Linked DNA regions of Sus scrofa: region 1 is linked to region 2. The links are chromatin contacts, called in public Hi-C maps. All regions are on one chromosome and are shown on one strand. The core of a region is the stretch at or near the end of the contact, and the rest is flanking DNA. Distances in the headings are between cores, read along the strand shown.

Region 1 (3,555 bases), core at 603-3,102, 49 kb after region 2:
AGGAAGGGGCAAGACAGGGGTAGAGGATTAAGAGGGACAAACTACTGTGTATAAAATAAGCTACCAGGATATATTATACAGTACAGTACAGGGAATATAGCCAATATTTTATGACTTTAAAAGGAGTACAGTCCATAAAACTTTGAATCATTTTGTTGTAACCTTGAAACTAACATTGTAAATTAACTATATACTTCAATAAAAAATAAAATAAGGCATAACTAGAGTTTCCTGATGTGTCTGCTCTGAAAGCCATTCCAGTTTTGCATTCATGGGCTGTTTTGACGAAGGTAATTTCCTTCTTCTGTTTCAGTGTTGCCAGTTGTTGTCTTAATTGCAAAAGGGTATAGCTATAGACAAATGGGAAGCATGAGCTGAGTGTTTTCAAAGAACAATTTTGACAGCCTAGCTCTTTCTAAATGCCAGGGACTGTTTCAACTGTTAACTCAGGGGTGAAGGGCCTGAAAACAACATCAGGCTAGCCGACCAGAATTTTTATGATTAAAGCAAAAAGCTGGCTCCCTGGACTCTGATCTAGCCCAGTGGGAAGGGGGGCAGACCTCTCCTATTGCAACATCACTTCATTCTTGCTGTTCAAGGACACGTGCAGGGAGGTACCTGATGGGGTCACCTGCTTGCCTTCCCATCTGTTTGGCAGCAAAGTTGAAGATCACAAGCCTTGTCCTGTAGCAGGGCCAGGCATTCTGGAGGGGAAGAAAGTCCCCTGGTTTCCCAGGAGCCTTGGGATTAAATTGGAGTAGGGTTTTCAAGGATTCCTGATGATAAGAGACACCTGGGCCACTTACTCTCCCTTGGAAATGTTGGTTCTGCTGAGCTGAATTGGGAACTCAGATGTTGCTGTTTAAAAATATGGGCCGGGTGATTCTTATCATCAGGGAAGTTTGGGAAGCCCTGCCTTAGGGCAAGAGGGCAGCTCTTTTCCTGGACCTTGCGCTCACGCCCACAAAAGAGAGCTGATATAATATTTAACCACTGAAGAGGGACAGCTGTTCGGAGAAGATCTCTCCAGGGAAGAGGGCTACAGTTACTATTCGGGGGCCGGGGGAGGAAATTAGCCGAGCTGTGCTGGGTTCTGTAGTTAGGAATGACAAATCATGCCACTGAAGGGCAAGTTTTCTTCTCTAAATCAACTTGGGTTTGGTAGCCAAACACAGCAGGTTTGAAAATGCAGCTGAAAAAAAAGGAGTTCCTGTCATGCCTCAGCGGAAACGAATCTGACTGGCATCCATGAGGATGCAGGTTCGATTCCTGGCCTCGCTCAGTGAGTTAAGGATCCAGTGTTGCCGTGAGCTGTGGTGTAGGTCGAAGACATGGCTCAGATCCTGCATTGCTCTGACTTGTGGCATAGGCTGGCAGCTACAGCTCCAATTTGACCCCTAGCCTGAGAATCTCCATATGCCGTGGGTGTGGCCCTAAAAAGACAAAAAAAAAAAAAAAAAAAGGAAAGAAAATGCAGCTGTTCATTTCACTGTGGAAACTGGAGACTATGCCACCACCACGGACCAAGGGCCTGATGTGTGGGTTCCTGAGACCCTGGGGTCATACCTGACGCTCGGCCAATGAGACTGTGCATGGAAAGGCTTCTAGGGGGAATTGTTCCTCTCCCACAGCTGGAATTATTCCCCAAATGCTGAAATCCAGGGCACTTGGTGCTTGACCAGGAAAGAGCAGGACCTCAGGGCTTTGGAGAGTTGCTGTGAACATTTCAGTGTTACCCCAGCTAGAGATTCCTAAGGTGGGAAGGAAAACAAGACAATGAGGCAGGTCTCTGCCTATTTCTAGTGAGCTGACCCAGCAGGAAAGTTGGGTTAGATTCCTGAACGTGTGGCGGAAAAATCAAGGGGCCCTCCATGGCCAGAGGCCCTGGAGGTCTCCTGCAATTTCTACTATCTTGGTCCTGGGAGGATGCAAAGAGAGCTTTGGCACAGGGCCGAAACCATCTAGAAAAGTGTCTCCTGGCACGTAAGATGGGCTCAACAAATACTGTTGAATGAGTGAATGAATGAACGTGGAAGAGAGAGTGATGGTCACTGAATTGCAAATCAGAAGACGCTAGTTGTTGACCCTCTATGAAAACACTTCAGGCTTCACTTCTCAGACCTTTATTCTTCTAAACAAAGTTCAGGCCTCTGCATGTTCTACTCTGTTAACCACAGAAGCCCAAAGTTCTTCCATAACTAACCTGGACCTGGGATCCCTGTGCTCTGCTCTCAGGAGCTCTCACAACCCCTTTTCCCCTGGAAGACGCATGAGGACGATGGAGCAGGGCCACAACCGCGTGGAGGACTTCCCTCTCAATGTGTTTTCCGTCACCCCTTACACGCCCAGTACCGCTGACATCCAGGTGTCGGATGACGACAAGGCGGGGGCCACCTTGCTCTTCTCGGGCATCTTCCTGGGACTGGTGGGGATCACATTCACCATCATGGGCTGGATCAAATACCAAGGAGTCTCCCACTTTGAATGGACCCAGCTCCTTGGACCCATCCTGCTGTCGGTGGGGGTCACGTTCATCCTGATTGCCGTGTGCAAGTTCAAAATGCTCTCCTGCCAGTTGTGCAAAGAGAGTGAGGAGAGGGTCCCGGACTTGGAGCAGACGGCCGGAGGACAATCGTTTGTTTTCACTGGTATCAACCAACCCATCACCTTCCACGGGGCCACGGTGGTGCAGTATATCCCCCCCCCTTATGGCTCTCAAGAGCCCCTGGGGATGACCACCACCTACCTGCAGCCGGTGGTGAGCCCGTGCGGTCTCGTCCCGCCTGGAGGGCTGGCGGCTGCCATGCCAAGCCCGCCCCAGTACTACACCATCTACCCTCCAGAGAATGCTGCCTTTGTTCACGACCAGGACTACCCTTCCTTCGTGGATGCTGGAGATGACAGGTATGGTGAGTGCAGTAGGGACGCTCCCCTTCCAGCCTTGGCTGTGTTTGCTGTAAGGAAGGTGGCAGGAGAATGCACATCTGTGTGGCTCATTGTCAGGACAGTGGCATTGGTTTGAGAGGGGCTGTGGGCTGTAACGCATCTTGTGCTCTCTGCTCCCCTTTCAGGTCCAGCCCTGATGCTGAGCAGCTAGAAGAGACACAGCTGGGAGATGAGGATTCCACCTGTTTCTCTCCTCCCCCCTATGAGGAAATATGCTCCCTCCCCCGCTAGAGAGTGTTCGATGCCGTGACCTTCGGAAGTGAGACAGCAGAGGAGCCCAGGCAGCCTGACAGACACCATTCAGGGTGGGGGAGGGGAAGTGGGAGGTAGACTCTCTCCGATTGGTAAAAATTAGGCCGAGGTAGGGAAACTCCCTCCCAGGAGAGCTAGAAATCCCCTGCCTAGGGTTTGGGATCAGGAATTTCACCTATTTATCCTCCCCTCACCCTCTTCCCACTGGAAGGCACTGGTGTCTTTATTTGAGCTTCAGCAGCCAAGGGAAAAATCACTATTGCTGTGACTTTGGGAGTTTCCACAGTAGTGCAAGTGGGGGGTGGGAAGGAAACGGGAAGAGAAAACAGGCTCAACTGGAGATCTTCCAGTGCCTGT
Region 2 (3,771 bases), core at 813-3,312:
CTCTTTTATTGCCTTTATCCTCATGAAAATATATGTTCCGCAAGGCAAAGGGTTTCATGTTTTGTATCGGCACATGGTCAGCACTCAATAAATAGTTGCTGAATAAATAAATGAATGCATTCCTCAGCTTTATGCTCCTTATTCACTTCCTGAATTCAAGGTCCATCCACTTTTTTTTTTTTTTTTTTTTTGTCTTTTGTCTTTTGTTGTTGTTGTTGTTGCTATTTCTTGGGCCGCACCCGCGGCACATGGAGGTTCCCAGGCTAGGGGTCTAATCGGAGCTGTAGCCACTGGCCTACGCCAGAGTCACAGCAACGCGGGATCCGAGCCGCGTCTGCAACCTACACCACAGCTCACGGCAACGCCGGATCCTTAACCCACTGAGCAAGGGCAGGGACCGAACCCGCAACCTCATGGTTCCTAGTCGGATTCGTTAACCACTGCGCCACGACGGGAACTCCTCCATCCACTTTTAAAGCTTGTTCTGATGCCTTTTTTCTAAGGATTTCATCTGGGCTGATCTTTTTCTACTAACACACAGGCTGGAAAAGGCCACTGAGTTTTAGATCGTGCCAAGGTCAGCCAGTCTCTTTCCTAGGAACAGGTCTGTTACAAAGACCAGCACCTGAGGGCTGGTGGACATGTCTTTCATACTTGACCGATGATCGATTTCCAGGGAGTTTAATTTAGTCAAACAGGCTCCAAAAGACACAAACAGTCCAAGGGGCAGACATCCCAAGTGGAGGCTAATCTGATTGTCCTTGGTGCCAGTACATTCGAATCTGTCATGTGTGGCCAGTCTGCAGTCATGTGGCACCAGAGGGGCAGCTGTATCAACAGGCCCCTTGCAGGTCCAGACACGACGTGGCCAGAGATTGAGTTTCAAGCAAGGGAGAAGGAAAGAATGAGTAGGAGAGGAGAAGGGAATCCCCTTGTACAGAAAGGCGTTGCTAGCAGGCCTGTGTGGAGAGGCAAATCCTATGGTCAGGACTGAGTTCTTAGAAAGCCGAGTGCCCCTGGCTATTGTGTAATCACCACGGCTGGTTATTTGCTGGTTAGCTGGGTGTGCTCTCAGGCGCTCCCAGCAGGTGGTATATCCTGACACTTTGACCAGAATAGCTACACCCAGACACAATTGCTGCAATGTCCTTGGGATACAGTGTCTGTATTGTTATAAGAATCAAAAAAAAAAAAAAAAAAAGCAATAAAAGCCATTTTTTTTGAGTTTGTGGCATCATATGTCCTCTGGGTGACAGGTGAACCCAGGAGGATCAGTCAGCACATTTTGTTCAGGCTCTTGCTTGCTCCACATTAACCAGCTGTGGAGGTCTTTGGGCTGTAGTTTCCTCCACTGAAAAATGACCTTTTTTGATCCCCTGTTGCCTTCTGGCTGCAGCCTTCTCTGAGTTGCTGGAAACACACACTTAGGAACCGCAGGCCGTATGTAGGGAAGGCAGATAACATGGAACCTGGCCCAAAGCAAGGAGTGTTGATATTCAAGACAGTACTAATCTTTGGCCACCAGGGCAAGTGGCCCAACAAATCCTACCACAGTTGGCTTCCCTGATGCAGTCCTGTCTCACCTACCCAGCCGGCCCACCCCCAGAGCCCATGCTCATCAGCCTTCCCTCTTTGTCTCCTTCCAATCACTTCGTTGGCTTCTAACCTCTGTAATCAGCTAAGCCAACTCATTCTTTACCGGCAGAGAGAACAGTGAGCCTGGGAACCAACTGCTGTACGAGGTATGCAAAGTGTTCTCACGTTCAAAAGGTTCATGCCGTTGGCCCTTAACCCTTGACTGGATTTCAGACAAAGTGGGCAGGACCCCGGGGGAGAAGCGGCAGCGATGGGGAAGGCCCTGGGGCTCACAGCACTCCTGTGTTTGGGCTGAGCCCTTGACTCACCTTTCGCGGCGCCCTGACCTCTGGTGTGGAAACTGGCACAGTTGGATCCGTGTCACGTGTCACGGGGCAGGTTACAAATAGCACGGGGATTAGCACACCCATCCCGAAACTCTTGGTTCAAGGGCAGGGAAAGTTACAGGTTTAATTCCGGCAAATCATTAGCGACTGAGAACCGGGAAGGGGCTTCGATGGCAAAGCGGGACTGTGAGCATACATGTGAGTGTCCAAGGGTCTCCCCAGGGCCTGCCTCAGTCTCCGCACACTCTAATGCAGCGCATTTTTCTGTGATTTGGTGTTTCCATAACCTGCTCTTCGGGGAGCTCCAGTCAAGGTCTCTGGAGCGGCAGGAGGGCCACAAGCCACTGGGTAGACCCGTCCCGGAGGGCGTGGCAGCGGGATCTGGGGGCCCCCAATCTGCTCGGGCAACGGCCACGACGAAGAGGGGGCAGCGCTGCCCTTTCTCCTCCACCCCCACCTTGAATTCTGGGCTCTCGGCCCAGAAGGGAATCGGCTCCCTTCCAGCCTCCAGGATCTCCACCGTCGCTGCGCGAGTTGGAACACCCAGGAGAACCCCAACTCTCTGGCCCCTGCCCCTGGGGCCCCCAGCCAGGGAGGCGGCGAGGAGGGGGCGCCTTTTCCTGCATTCCTTGCGCGCACGGTCACGGGCGCACAAGCCACCCGGTCAACCCGCCCGGGACCGAGTCTGTCCCTCGTTCTCCACCCCCGCGCCGGGCGCACCCCTGGCCCCCGAAGAGTATCACCCGGCAGCGGCCAGCTCCCGCCAGTCCGCCCTGCCCTGCCGGCGCCCCTGCAGCCTTGCCCTGCCCGGCACCGCCCCCTCGGTAAACACTGCGCGGCCCGCCCTCCGCGCCCGGACGTGCAGGTGGGAGTGTGAGGTTCTGGCCGGGAGGCCGAGGGCGGAGGCGGGCGCCACGCTGTGCCCGGTGCCCACGGCCGGGGCTGCCCGCTGAGCGCCGGCGCAGGCAGCGTGCTCGCAGGACCGAGCCTCAGGTAAGCGCTCCCGTCCCCGCGTTCCTGCACACCCGGGAGCCCCCGCTCTGCGGTTTAGGATCCAGGATGTGTGCAAGGAGCTGCGCAGCGCTAAACTCGAGCGCATGGGAGCTGCGCGCCAAGCCCCTCTGGGCTGGTGTGGCGCTGGGGCTCTCTAAACCCGCAAATCTATTCCGGTAACGGACCTCAGCTCTCTTTGTGTCGAGCCCCGAACACACAGCGCTTTGGACGTGGTGAGATGCTGCTGATTTGAAAATGTCTTTTGGTGAACAGTGTTAAGAAGGCGGACTTGGCTTTGGGAGAATGAAGTGGGCGCTATTATTTGGAAAAGGTTTAATTTCCTTTTAGTGGCCATGTCTCTGTGTCATTTTGTGAGCGCCTCTATAAGAGTAGGGGTGGAAGAGAGGGACCGGGTTGGGGGTGGGGAGGAAGAGAGAAAGAGCAGGAGAGAGACAGAGAAAACACTGTGCACATACTGTGCTATTTTGGATGGGGGATTTACACCTGTGCCAGGTGCTTAGTCCACTAGTCCATGGAAAGGAAGCTACAAATCCAGTTTTAGGCTCTACTTTAATACTCGTATTTGGGAATTTGCCTAAGGCAGTTGAGGCCTTATGACCCACATCAAAGTCGAAAGTACCAGGAATACAGTGAATTCTTAATAGGATTTTGTAGCAGAGTCACTCTTCACCTGTATCTTCAGAGCAGCAAAAGGATTACAGGGTCTTTTTTTTTTTTTTTTGCCATTTCTTGGGCAGCTCCCGCAGCATATGGAAGTTCCCAGGCTAGGGGTCGAATCGGAGCTGTAGCCACAGGCCTACGCCAGGGCCACAGCAACGCGGGATCCGAGCCGCGT

The links. A called contact is a pair of places that touch in the nucleus more often than the background predicts.
Region 1: a contact with region 2 is called in a Hi-C map of liver, with 7 times the contacts expected there. The contact joins the promoter of TMEM174 here to the promoter of TMEM171 in region 2. A contact is called at or near these places in 2 of 5 promoter capture datasets (fetal skeletal muscle and liver) and 6 of 47 Hi-C or Micro-C datasets (epiblast stem cells, liver and skeletal muscle).

What each region holds. Positions count from the first base shown.
Region 1 is chr2:82,333,979-82,337,533 of Sscrofa11.1, forward strand. TMEM174 (transmembrane protein 174) reads left to right here and starts at 1,853. Exons shown (of 2, transcript XM_003123688.4): 1 at 1,853-2,904; 2 at 3,072-3,555. The coding sequence starts at 2,270. The coding sequence ends at 3,177.
Region 2 is chr2:82,285,149-82,288,919 of Sscrofa11.1, forward strand. It overlaps TMEM171 (transmembrane protein 171), which reads left to right and starts at 2,063. Exons shown (of 4, transcript NM_001244323.1): 1 at 2,063-2,120.